Linked DNA regions of Sus scrofa: regions 1, 3 and 4 are each linked to region 2. The links are chromatin contacts, called in public Hi-C, HiChIP or PLAC-seq and promoter capture Hi-C maps. All regions are on one chromosome and are shown on one strand. Each heading gives the region's core, a stretch centred on a gene start, on an enhancer-like site or on the middle of the called end of the contact. The rest is flanking DNA. Distances are from core to core; before and after follow the strand shown. Region 1 holds the start of TROVE2 (a long non-coding RNA gene). Region 2 holds the start of RGS2 (regulator of G protein signaling 2). Region 3 has its middle 15 kb from the start of RGS13. Region 4 has its middle 41 kb from the start of UCHL5.

What was found. Promoter capture Hi-C pulls out the DNA fragments that hold promoters and counts their contacts. A called contact is a pair of places that touch in the nucleus more often than the background predicts. HiChIP or PLAC-seq counts read pairs in DNA pulled down with a chosen protein or histone mark.
Region 1: a contact with region 2 is called in an H3K27ac HiChIP or PLAC-seq map of alveolar macrophages. The contact joins the promoter of TROVE2 here to the promoter of RGS2 in region 2. A contact is called at or near these places in 1 of 5 promoter capture datasets (fetal liver), 1 of 47 Hi-C or Micro-C datasets (embryonic fibroblasts) and 2 of 2 datasets of contacts at active chromatin or transcription factors (alveolar macrophages and skeletal muscle).
Region 3: a contact with region 2 is called in a Hi-C map of embryonic fibroblasts, with 3 times the contacts expected there. The contact joins the enhancer-like site here to the promoter of RGS2 in region 2. A contact is called at or near these places in 4 of 47 Hi-C or Micro-C datasets (embryonic fibroblasts, fetal skeletal muscle and fibroblasts) and 1 of 2 datasets of contacts at active chromatin or transcription factors (alveolar macrophages).
Region 4: a contact with region 2 is called in a promoter capture Hi-C map of skeletal muscle, with 6 times the contacts expected there. The contact joins the enhancer-like site here to the promoter of RGS2 in region 2. A contact is called at or near these places in 5 of 5 promoter capture datasets (fetal liver, fetal skeletal muscle, liver and 1 more), 33 of 47 Hi-C or Micro-C datasets (adipose tissue, alveolar macrophages, blood and 16 more) and 2 of 2 datasets of contacts at active chromatin or transcription factors (alveolar macrophages and skeletal muscle).

What each region holds. Positions count from the first base shown.
Region 1 is chr10:723,983-726,806 of Sscrofa11.1, forward strand. TROVE2 (a long non-coding RNA gene) reads right to left here and starts at 1,396. Exons shown (of 9, transcript XR_002336171.1): 1 at 1,218-1,396. It overlaps UCHL5 (ubiquitin carboxyl-terminal hydrolase L5), which reads left to right and starts at 1,706. Exons shown (of 12, transcript NM_001123210.1): 1 at 1,706-1,781. The coding sequence starts at 1,706.
Region 2 is chr10:938,636-941,779 of Sscrofa11.1, forward strand. It overlaps RGS2 (regulator of G protein signaling 2), which reads right to left and starts at 1,448. Exons shown (of 5, transcript NM_001044600.1): 1 at 1,323-1,448; 2 at 154-255; 3 at 1-53. The coding sequence starts at 1,432.
Region 3 is chr10:1,096,114-1,099,158 of Sscrofa11.1, forward strand. No RefSeq gene overlaps it. Among named protein-coding and RNA genes, the nearest start is that of RGS13, 15 kb to the left of the region's middle. Within about 2 kb of position 1,433, at least 8 of the 83 cell types and tissues checked have an H3K27ac peak or open chromatin away from gene starts, as enhancers often do. A contact at or near this core is called in embryonic fibroblasts, where this site is marked.
Region 4 is chr10:764,829-767,716 of Sscrofa11.1, forward strand. No RefSeq gene overlaps it. Among named protein-coding and RNA genes, the nearest start is that of UCHL5, 41 kb to the left of the region's middle. Within about 2 kb of position 1,518, at least 6 of the 83 cell types and tissues checked have an H3K27ac peak or open chromatin away from gene starts, as enhancers often do. A contact at or near this core is called in fetal skeletal muscle, liver and skeletal muscle, where this site is marked.

The sequences.
Region 1 (2,824 bases), core at 146-2,645, 210 kb before region 2:
CAACATGCACCATAATAAGCCGGTAGCAGATGTTACTTCTGATGTATTTATTTAGCGCCAAAAAACACTTCCAAGTTCACACCAAAATTACAGATTAAAAAAAGACCACAAAGTACTGCAAACAGCTCTGGGCTCTGATGACACTCATTCTAGGTATGGATGATAAGGAAATAAGGCTAGACTCCTGTGCCTCACAAACTTTCCCATCTAATTACACTTAACAGAACAGACGTCCCCCCACCCTTTGCTCTCCACCCCAGTTTGAGGTCGAAGTCTCCCGGGAATAAACTTCATGAAAATTTCCTTTTTTTTTTTTGCCTTTAAATTTAACACTTGGTACACACGCTGGCTTTCCCTCTACAGTATACCCATTCTTGGTTTAATGTAAAGCTACTGTTTCCCTCAGTAAACTACATCCTATTTTGTGGCTTCACGCAGTCCTGAAGCACAAAGTTTCCTTATTCCAAGGAACGGACTACCTGTCTGAGAAGCAAAGAGTCGGAGTTTCAACAAGGCAAGAATTTTTTTTCTGGAAGCCAAGGGCCCTTCTTGGAACTCAGAGCCTTAAGGAGCGATGCACAGACGATACTCCTGTTGCAGACGTGAGTCTTACTTAGCACGAGCTTTCCGCCAGAGGCGGGTGAAGGAGGGCGATTTCGGGATTGGGGAAGACGGGCATTTTTGATTTAACACCTCCTTCGGCCTCACGACTACTACAGACGTGTTCGGATGAACACACAATTTTCCAACCTCAGCTCCTCGGAGGCACCGCCTCCCCTTGCACTTGTTTATCTTCCCCCGGCCCACCGGCAGCGGCTTCTCCCTCCCTCGGCACTCCCTCCCGGGCAAACTCGTCCTCCTCCCGCACAAAGATCCGTCTTCCCGAAGCCCAGGTCCCGGCGACGCCTCTCGGCGCGGCGGCGGCGGCGGGGGGCGGGGAGGAAGAGGAGGAGTAAGCGGCCCTCCCGACGCCGGCCTGCGGGAAGCTCTGCAAGTCGAGGGCCGGCGGGGGCGGCCCGGCGTCCGGAAGGGCCGGAGAGAGCGAGGATGCCCCTCGGGGAGGCAGGTTCCGCGCCCCGGGCCAGAGGGCGCGAGGCCGGGCGGGCGCCGGCCCCGGCCGCGGGGACGCGGGCTGCGGCGCGCGGAGCACCGGACGCGTCCCCGGGGCCGCGCAGACCGCACAAAGGGCCCCGGCCGGCTGCCCGCAGTTTCCTCACCTGTGCCCGGCGGCCCACTCTCGGAAGCTGCCGCGCCGCCGGGAGAAACGCTGCGCCTAGCCGCGGGACGACGACGCGCGGCGGCCTGACGGGCGGTGACCGCTCCGGCTCCGCCGCCAGGGCCTCCGGGTTCGGCTCCCCGAGCGAGCCCCGCCCCTCGCCGGGCCCCGCCCCCGACTGGCGAGGAGCCCGGATGTTCCCTCCTCTGGCGCCCGGAAGCCCGCTCTTCCTCCGCGGCCCCGCCCCTCTCGCGTCGGCGCCGGGTCCTCCGCGGCCCAGGAAGAGTTTCGGCGTCTTCTGGGCGGCTAGAGCGTCCTCCCGCCTCTGTCGCGCGGCAGGTGACGGCGCCCGGAGGCTGTCGGGAAGTAGGCGGGGTGACGTGGGCTTGACGAGCCAGCGGCGGGTTTGCCGAGCTCAGGGGCCGGCGGCAGCTGGAGCCGGGGTCGGCCGCAGCCGGAGGGGGCGCGGGGCGGCGTTTGGCCGGGGCCATGACGGGCAATGCCGGGGAGTGGTGCCTCATGGAAAGCGACCCCGGAGTCTTCACCGAGCTCATTAAAGGATTCGGTGAGAGCCGCGGGGGCCGTCCTGGGTCGGGACTCACGGGCGGAGGCCTGAGCCGGGCACGGGGTGCTTCCGTGCGGCCCCGCCGCCCCGTGTCTGCGGAGGAGGCGACTCCCCGGACCGTGGGGCCGGGGAAGGGAGAGGCAGGACTCCGGCCCTCCTCGGCCGGGGGCAGGCGCGTCCCCGGGGCGGGCTGGGGAGCCACCCCACGCGGTCAGGGTCGTGGCGGTCCTCGGCCCCGCCGTGTCTCCGCGACTCGGCGCTCAAGTCCCAGCTCCCTCGACCCACGCAGCCCCCGTCCCGGGCAGGTGTGCCCGGTGCCCGACTCCGGCCCCTTGCCGCGCAGGCAGAGTCAGGTGTGCCTTGTCGAGGGTGGGGTCCAGGGCGCCCAGGAGCCCGACCTTTCTGGCTGCTGGCGGCGGCGCAGCGCGGGAGGGGACGGGCCCCTAGGACGTCCGCTCGGACTGGCTGCGGGGGACGCCGGGGCCCCCGCGCTGGTTCTGCTCATTCGCGGCTTCCGGCGCAGGGTGCCTTCTCCAGCCGGTGCTCGAGACTGGAGGCCACATGCTTGCCTCCTAATTTCCTTCTGGCTCTAGTCCTTGTCTCTCATCCCAGGTGATCAGCATACTGGCCTCTTCAGCCTGCCCTGTCCCTCTTGTGCCCACCTTCCTCTTTGGCAGTAAGACTTGTGTGTAGCTGTTACATTTCCTCAAGTATTACTGATTTTAGCTGATGTGTTGAAACTTGTGCTGGGGTAGACATTCTCTGTTGATGTAGATACTGTCTGTGGTACGTAGCTGTCTATTTGGATATCATTTATCAGGTCTGTATCTCAGACCCGCCAGTAGGGTTTGGGAATTTTTGATTTTTGATTTTAAAAACTGTAATTAATTATTTGCTTATCTTGGCCATGCCTGCGAATTGCGGAAATGCCCGGATCAGGGATCAAACCTGTGCCGCAGCAGTGACGGCACCGGATCCTCAGGATCCCTAACTGCTAGGCCATCGGGGAACTCCGGGTTTGGGAATTTTTCAGGTGAATAAAG
Region 2 (3,144 bases), core at 198-2,697:
CTAGCAGCTCATCAAATGCTTCTGCCCACAGCTGTGCTTCCTCAGGAGAAGGCCTGCAAGAGACGGTCACATGTCAGCTCACACCTGTCTGTTTCCCCCTTCTGTTCAGCAGCTGGTGGCCTAGCTTTGCAAGGACTGAGATTTTCAACTTACTTGATGAAGGTTTGCGGTTTGCTTTTCTTGCCGGTTTTGGGCTTCCCAGGAGAGGAGGAGTTTTGCAAGAAGTAGCTCAAACGGGTCTTCCAATCTTTTAATCTTAAAGAAGAAAAAAAAAAAAAAAAAAAAAAAGACTTTTACTAAGTGCCAACACTTGAAATGGCCACACCACTGCAGCTAAAGGTTTTTTTTTTTTTTTTTTTTAAACCAAATAAAGTCACTCCCAGTAGCTACAGACAACGAAGTAAGACAAAACAGTCCTCCTTCAAGTCAGTCTTACCCCTTTAAAATATAAACCCAGCACCTATGCCTGGAACAGTTTCATCTACTCATCTGAACATAACTGCTAGTTTTATAACTACGCGTAGGATAACCTACAATTATAGGGTATTTAATGAATTTAGCTGGCATAGTTCAAAAGGCAGATGCTATTTCTGGCCCACAAAAGGCAGCAGCAGTTCTGCAATGTTAATTACAATTCTGAGACATTTCACACTTGATGAAACGGACAGTGGAACTGCCCGGAGCCAGCCATGGGTATTTCCCTTCCACCCTTAGAGCAGGAGGATCTGGACCACTCTAGAAGCTGTGAACAATGAGGTGAGGTGCGTGTGCGTGTGTGCGCGCGTGTGTGATCGCAACTACAACACCCATTTTAACCAGATGATGCAGAACAATTATTTGTTCCTTAGTGCTGGGTGGGTGAGATCTGTTGTTAAACTGGAAAAAAAAAAGATTTTAAAATAATATATTCAGAGCTAGCAAAAATATTTCCATCCCAGCAGCTGTGTAAGTTGATGAGAATTTACAATGCAACGTACGAATGCTGGGGACGCGCCTGGGCTGCAGGATTCTCTGGTGTCATTTTCGATGCGGGGAGATAAAAACCCAACCTGCGATTCCTCAGCTCATCTACCACCGCCTCTGCATCACGAATTTGCCGCAGTTCCTCGACTCTACCCTCGAGTCCTTCGGTTACATCACAAAGGACCCACCACATAGATTTAACCCTACCTAGCAAGTGTATCTTTTACACAATGTTTTCCCCTGCAGAGATGGAGGCACCGCTCCAGGGTGGAAGCCAAGCGCGGATGTACCGCGTTTGCAGCCGCCCGGGACAGCTAGGTCCGCGGGGCTGGCAGGGGAGAGAAGAAAGCCGTACTTACAGGGTCCGCTTCATCTTCTCCCGCTTCTCCTCGCTTTTGGGGCCGGTGCCTGCGCTCTTGTCCATGGGTCCGCAGTCGTGATGGACAGTCAGGAACATAGCACTTTGCATTATCGTCTACGCTCCCGGGTGCCCGCTCTCTGCTGCCAGGAGCGCGCCGCGGTATTTATAAGAGTCGGAGGCTCGTGGGCGGCGCCTCACGACGCTGGGCCCGCCTTCAGCGGGTGCCGATTGGCCGGCTGGCTCCGGGCCTGGGGCGGAGTCTGCGCAGTCCCGGGCACCGCCGAAGGGTCTGGAAGGGAGGGCGCCGCTGACGTTTGCGGCCGCAGCGTCGTGCGCAGGCGAGCCCCCCGCGGCGAGGCGCTGGGGCTGCTGGTGGGGGCCGAGGAGTTTCCCTTCGGGCAGCCGCCGGAGGCCTCTGCCGGCTTGGGGCGGCCGGCGGGGTGGCAGAGCTTGGGAGGCGTGGGGCGGGTTGGCTGCAGGCCCCGCGGGGCGCTCGCCCGCCCCTCCCCCTCCTCGCCTCCGTCCCCTCCCCCACGCGCACTTGCTCCGGACCCCAAAGGGAGGGGGGAGTCCCCAGCAGGTCAAGGTTACTTGCTGGGAACCTGAGTGCAGTTACTCGGTTTTGAATTCGGATGTGTTCCCTCTTTTTTTGGAGCGCACACCCTCTCCCCGCGCCTCCTTTCTTGGTCTGTAAACTGAGGCCGCGGGGAGATGCTCACCTGCTCCTCTTTTCGTCACCGATTCATTGGCGGAAGGAAAGGGAGAAGGGGGGGCGGCGCAGGGGCGGGCGGTGTGACCTGCTCTGCAGCTTCCCTGGACAACTTGGAGAACGTTTGGGAGGGACGTCGTCGGTCAGGGGAAGGAACAGGAGAAGAAGTGCTTTACCTGGGTGTGCAGTTTTAGTCACCAACACACACGAGGCTGGGTCGGTCCTTGGGGTTGCGTGCTCCTCCTCTGGAGTACTTGGCTGCTTGTCCTTAGGGAACACACGGGGAAGTCACAGATCTCCTTCTCAGGACGTAGAGGGAAACACCAGGACCTCGCAGCTGTCATTTTAGTGTAAGAATGCAAAGATGCAGGATTTCCTCATGAGTCATTCTTAGTCGGCCTAGAATTTACCAGAACATTTACTTGGCAAAAAGGAGAGGTGGGGGTGGAGGGAAGGCTAGGTTAACAGTTTGCTTGAAGGAGCTTAATTTGCTAAATTCTTCAGAAATTGTCCTGCTGTAGCACGATTTAAACGGTTTGATTGGTAAGGACGAGTAGGTGACCTCAACCCCGGTGTGATCGGATAGCGAACAATTTTATTAGATCTGTGCAGTGGAATGTTCAAGGGGTTTTCCTGCCAAGCATCGAAGTAGCAGGGAGATGAACCACAAGGTATTAGGCTGCAGAATTCTCTCTCCTTTGCATTAGAACTGTTAAAAGAAAATTGGAACTGGTTTACCATATTCTGATGAGGAGCTGCCAGTAGCTGGAGCTCCAGGATTGACTTGGAGAGCAAAACGTTTCTATTACTAAAGAGAACAGCCATGTACTCAGCTATGGAGAGGAAGATCGTTTAGATTTCAGTAGTAAATACTTGAAAGCATGGTTGTGAGATGCAAGAATATAATTTATCTCAAGGATGTGCGCTTCATCTCTCAAAGGTTTTGTTTATTTCCTACATCTCTTTTCACTTTCTGATGATTCAGTACTTATTTTACTAAATATGTGTAATATGCAGGCACTTGCTGCTCCTGGCTAATACAAACCTCGACATATTTTTTCACTTAGAACATTTGATGGTAGAATTCACTCCTAGTGGGAAAAGCAGGAGT
Region 3 (3,045 bases), core at 183-2,682, 160 kb after region 2:
TCCATGGGTAAACAAAACATGGAATATAGGCCCGCAGACAGTGGACTACCGCACGGCCGGAGAAAGACTGAACTCTTACCGTCTATGACAACATGGATGGACCTGGAGGGTTTTATGCCAAGTGAACTAAGTCGGATAAAGACAAATAACTACATGATTTCACTTCTGTGTAGCATCTACAATTCAAAACGAATGAACAAACATAAAGCAGAAACAGACTCACCGATACAGAGAACAAACTTGTGGTGGCCACAGGAGAGGGTGGTGATGGGATGAGAGAAATCGTTGACGGGGATCAAGAGGAACAGGCTGCCGGTTATGAAAGAAGGAAGTCCCAGGGACGTAAGAGGCAGAACAGGGAATGTACTCAGTAAGATCGCAACGACTTTGTGTGTGGTGACCGGTGGTTACCAGGTCGATAGTGGTGATCGATTGTAATGCATTAAAAACATCAATCAGGAGTTCCCGTCATGGCGCAGTGGTTAACGAATCCGACTAGGAACCATGAGGTTGCGGGTTCGGTCCCTGCCCTTGCTCAGTGGCTTAAGGACCTGGCGTTGCCGTGAGCTGTGGTGTAGGTTGCAGACTCGGCTTGGATCCCGCGTTGCTGTGGCTCTGGCGTAGGCCGGTGGCTACAGCTCCGATTCAACCCCTAGCCTGGGAACCTCCATATGCCGCGGAAGCGGCCCAAGAAATAGCAAAAAAGACAAAAAAATAAAAATAAAAAATAAAAAAAATAAAAACATCAGTCACTGTGTTGTGCACCTGCCACGAATGGCCCCTTGGAAGTCGACTATGCTCCATTTTAAAAAAGAAATCGTTATGCAAGATGGTGCGGAAACGGTAGTGTGGGACGTTGTGCCTTTCTAGGGGAAACAGTAAAAAACTTCCAGTGTGGGTGGCTGGCAGCCCAGGAGCCTGGGATTTAGATTGTATAGATCTGACTCTTAAAAGTTTGTTCCAGAGTTCCTGTCATGGCTCAGTGGTTAATGAACCCAGCTAGTATCTGTGAGGATGCAGTTTCACTCCCTGGCCTTGCTCAGAGGGTTAAGGAACTGGTGTTGCCATGAGCTGTGCTATAGTTTGCAGATGTGGCTTGGATCCCGCGTTGCTGTGGCTGTGGTGTAGGCTGGAAGCTACAGCTCTGATTCGACCTCTAACCTGGGAACCTCTATATGCCTCAGGTGTGGCCCTAAAAATACAAAAGACAAAAAAAAAAAAAAAGCCCAAAAAACAGAACAAAACAAAAACCCAAAAGCAAAAGTTGTTTCTATACAGCATTGTAAATCAACTATATGCCAATAAAAATTTTAAAAATTGTTCTGAAAAAGGATGCAGAGGGCATTTTAGAGCCAGCTAGGAAGCTCGGTTAACGTGCGCTCCAGCTCAGTGACTCAGTCCTCACGGGCACTGAGAATGCTGGTATGGACTCCAGGATGTCAGCAGCACACTTCTCGTCAGACCTGGCAGAGAAGAATCCAGAAACATGTGGCTTGAATTATATTGAAATCACGTCAGAGACTCTGAATAATTAAAACCACTTTAAAGGGAAGTTTGATTTCCCTCTCGCAATGCTCGTATGCTCTCGCCCAGGAACATTTTTTGAGTTAAAATTATGTTTCATTTTCCATTTAAGATTTGTTATGGTAAATAGCCCTTTCTCAAATGACAGTATCTTGAACGTAAAATATAGTGGGTGCTGTCTAAATATTGGTCAGCCCCAGTGTGGGATCAGCTAGCTTTTCCTTAGATGAAGATTGCAAAACTATTAGGTTAGAAACAGTAAAATGTTTCCATGGCGTGGATGGCCACAGATCCGCCGTGTGTGTGTGTGTGTGTGTGTGTGTGTGTGTGTGTGTGTGTGTGTGTGTTGCTAATAGAAGGACATGGCATGGATGGTAAAGATGTTAGTTAAGTGTCCCATGGCAACAGTTTTCTTTTCCAGCCCTAAGCTTCTCCATTCATCCCCCAGGTCTATAGCTCTGCGTTGCTGGCTAGGAAAATAAAAATCACATAGAGACATAGTTTATTAAAGATGACCAACATGTTTTTATTATTTTCAACAGCTTTATTGAGAACTAATTTATATGCTATACAAATCATTCATTTCAATCGTAAAAATCAGTGATTTTTAGTAAATATGTAGAGTTACGAAACCAATAACATATCCATGACTCCCAAAAGATCATGTGTGCATTGCTCTCTCTTCCCAGCCCCTGGCAACCACGGGTCTACTTTCAGTCTCTATAGGTTTATCTTTTTTTCTTTTTTTTTGGTCTTTTTAGGGCTGCATCCATGGCATATGGAAGTTCCCAGGCTAGGGGTTGAATCGGAGCTGTAGCTGCCAGCCTACACCACAGCCACAGCAACGAGAGATCTGAGCCACATCTGTGACCTACGCTACCACTCATGGCAACGCCGGATCCGTAACCCACTGAGTGAGGCCAGGGATCCAACCTGCGTCCTCATAGATGCTAGTTAGATTCACGTTTCCGCTGAGCCCCAACGGGAATGCCCTAGTTTTTTGTTTGTTTGTTTGTTTGAAGTAAAGCATGTTTCCTGTATTTTAAAAATATGGTAACTCAGGAAGTTGAGATTAACATTCTTTTGTAAGTGAATCGTAAAATTCAAGGTTTCATCCTGTAGAGAGGCCAGATACTGAACTAAATAAAAAAGGACACAAGCGGTTCATATAGAGTTGAAGACATGAAACAAATGAATTAGACACCAAGACATTCACCTGAAATTTCTAGTTCACTTCGATTGAATAATGTGATAATCCCTTTTTGTTTTTCAGCGAGGAAAAAAATATTTATTAGGATAATTTTAAGTTTGTCCTGAGTGTAGTTGATCTTGATTTTATTTTACTTAAAAAATGTTCGCATTAAAGTATAGTTGATTTACAGTGTTGAGTCAATTTCTGCTAAACAACGTAGTGACCCAGTTATACATATGTACATATGTATACACATTCTTTTTCTCATAAATGTCGGCTGTGTTGGCAGAGGTATTTTCCTGAGTTGGAAGAACACATCATGCCCATTG
Region 4 (2,888 bases), core at 268-2,767, 170 kb before region 2:
GTTTTTAAGTTTTTTATTATAGTTGATTTACAGTGTTGTGCCAATTTCTGCTGTACAGGAGTGACCCAGTTATACATGCATGTATATGTGTGTGTGTGTATATATATATATATATATATATATTCTTTTTCTCATAATATTTTCCATCATATTCCGTCACAAGTGATTATATACAGTTACCTGTGCTGTACAGCAGGACCTCGTTGCTTAATCACCTCAAATGCAATAGTTTGTATCTACTAACCCCAAACTCCCAGTCCCTCCCCCTTGGCAAGCACAGGTCTGTTTTCTCTATCCATGAGTTTGTTTCTGTTCTGGAGATAGGTTTATTTGTGCCATATTTTAGATTCCACCTGCAAGTGGTAACATATGGTATTTGTCTTTCTGACCTACTTCACTTAGTATGAGAATCTATATTTCTATCCATGTTACTACAAACAGCAGTATTGTGTTCTTTTTTATGGCTGAGTAATATTCCATTGTATATATGTACCACATCTTAATCCATTCATCGGTCGATGGACATTTAGGTTGTTTCCATGTCTTGACTATAGTTAGTGCTGCAGTGAACATAGGAGTGCATGTATCTTTTTGAATGAAAGTTTTATTCGGATATATGCCCAGGAGTGGTATTACTGGATCATATGCTAGTTCTATATTTAGTTTTCTGAGGTACCTCCATACTGTTCTCCATAGTGGAGGTACCAATTTACATTCCTACCAACAGTGTAGGAGGGTACCTTTTTCTCCACACCCTCTCCAGCTTTTGTTATTTGCAGACTTTTTTTTTTTTTTTTTTTTTGGTCTTTTTTTTTTTTTAGGGCCGCACCTGTGGTATATGGAGGTTCTCAGGCTAGGGAGGTCGAATCAGAGCTACAGCTGCTGGCCTACACCACGGCCACAGCAACACCAGATCCGAGCCACGTCTACGACCTACACCACAGCTCACATCAATGCCGGATCCTTAACCTACTGAGCAAGGGCAGGGATCGAACCTGCAACCTCATGGTTCCTGGTCAGATTCGTTTCACTGCACCACTACGGGAACTCCTGTGGACTTATTGATGATAGTTATTCTAACTTGTGTGAGGTGGTACCTCATTGTAGTTTTGATTTGCATTTCTCTTCTAATTTGTTATGTGGAGCATTTTTGTATGTGCCTGCTGGGCATCTGTATGTCTTCTTTGGAGACATGTCTGTTTACTCTTCTGCCCATTTTTCAATTGGATTATTTGGTTTTTTTGCTGTTAAGGAGAATTTTTTTTAAAAGATGCGTTTAAAAGAAAGTCTCCTTTGCTCGTTTTGCCCTTTCTTTTCTAAAACCTCATTTAATGGTTGGGTAGGTGAAGGCACTTCCATTCTGTTTTATGCCTTGAAATAGCTTGCCAATTCTAAGGGATATACTTCTGCTCTTATAAACAAGGAAAGCTTGCCAACAGCTGCAGTACTGGCTAGTCTCACTTCATATGTTTAGTTCCCAAGATAGCTGCCCTTTTTCTAGCGGAGAGCAGTCAGCTTGACTGTGTCACGAGAATAGACAAACATTTATTCTGGGATCATGAGCCATGGGGATGTGCTCCCCCACTTAGACCCTGACACATATGCCTGTGTCTTAGGGTGTTACCTGCAGATTAATACCTTGAGTTATTAATTGTAGTTGCCTAAAACATGTCAGGACACATACAGAAATTATTCTTCCTGCAAGAGGACTTTTTCTTTCATTTGAGAAATAACATGGCTTTTAAGTTTTTCTCTTAAAAAAAAAAAAAAAAAAAGGAGGGCGTTCCTGTTGTGGCTCAGCGGCAGTGAACAGGACTAGAATCCATGAGGACGCGGTTCAGGTTTGATCCTGGCCTTGCTCCGTGGGTAAAGGGGCTTCCGTGTAGGTCATGGATGCTTCTTAGATCTGCTGTGGCTGTGGCATGGGCCGGTGGCTGCAGCTCCAATTTCACCCCTAGCCTGGGAACCTCCAGATGCCACTTTTTAGGGTGTGGTCCTAAAAAGACAAAAAAGGAGAAAAATTTTTTAAAAATAAGCAAAAATAATAATTTCACTTCCCCACAGTTCCACCGCCAGAGATGACATTAACATTGCAGTGATCCTCCGCCCCCCACCCCCACCCCACCCCCCGGGTGTTCTCGGGGGTTCGTCTTCCATGCCCTCTCCACGTTCTGAAGTAGATTTATGTTGTGCACATTGTTTTTAATGTTGATGCTACGCAACGCGTCTCTTTTGTATCATTGACAACTTACTTGCAGGTAGCAAACCACTCTTGCTCTTTTAAGAGGAATGGGAATTAACAGTGGGAATTTTGAAACTACTTAGTTCCTTTCAAAGTCATTGGAAGATACAGAGGAGTGGCCTCGAGTTCTGCTCTCCAAAGTGCCTTCCAGCAGAACATGTTACTGGCGCACCAGGGGGATTGCTACTGCTGTAACAGTCAAGGGCTTCAGCACTAGATTTCTTTTTCTTTCTTTCTTTTTAGGGCCATAGGTGCAGCATATGAAAATTCCCAGGCTAGGGGTTGAATTGGAGCTGCAGCTGTTGGCCTACGCCACAGCCACAGCCGCAGCAACACCAGATCCGAGCTGCGTCTGTGACCTGTGCCACAGCTCTCGGCAATGCCGATCCTTAACCCACTGCATGAGGCCGGGGATCGAACCCATGTCCTCATGGATGCTCTTTGGGTTCCTTACCGCTGAGCCACTTTGGGAACTCCTGGCCCTGGGGTGTCTCACACTAGAACATGCTGCGGTGGTTGTGTTCTGGGAGTGGGAGGCTGCCACACCTGTCTGCTGGCACCGAGTGACAAAACATGGGAAAGCAGAAGAAGGCAACCTCTCCATGGCTGCACATGCCATGGAGATGGCTTCTGCCTGTCTTTTCAC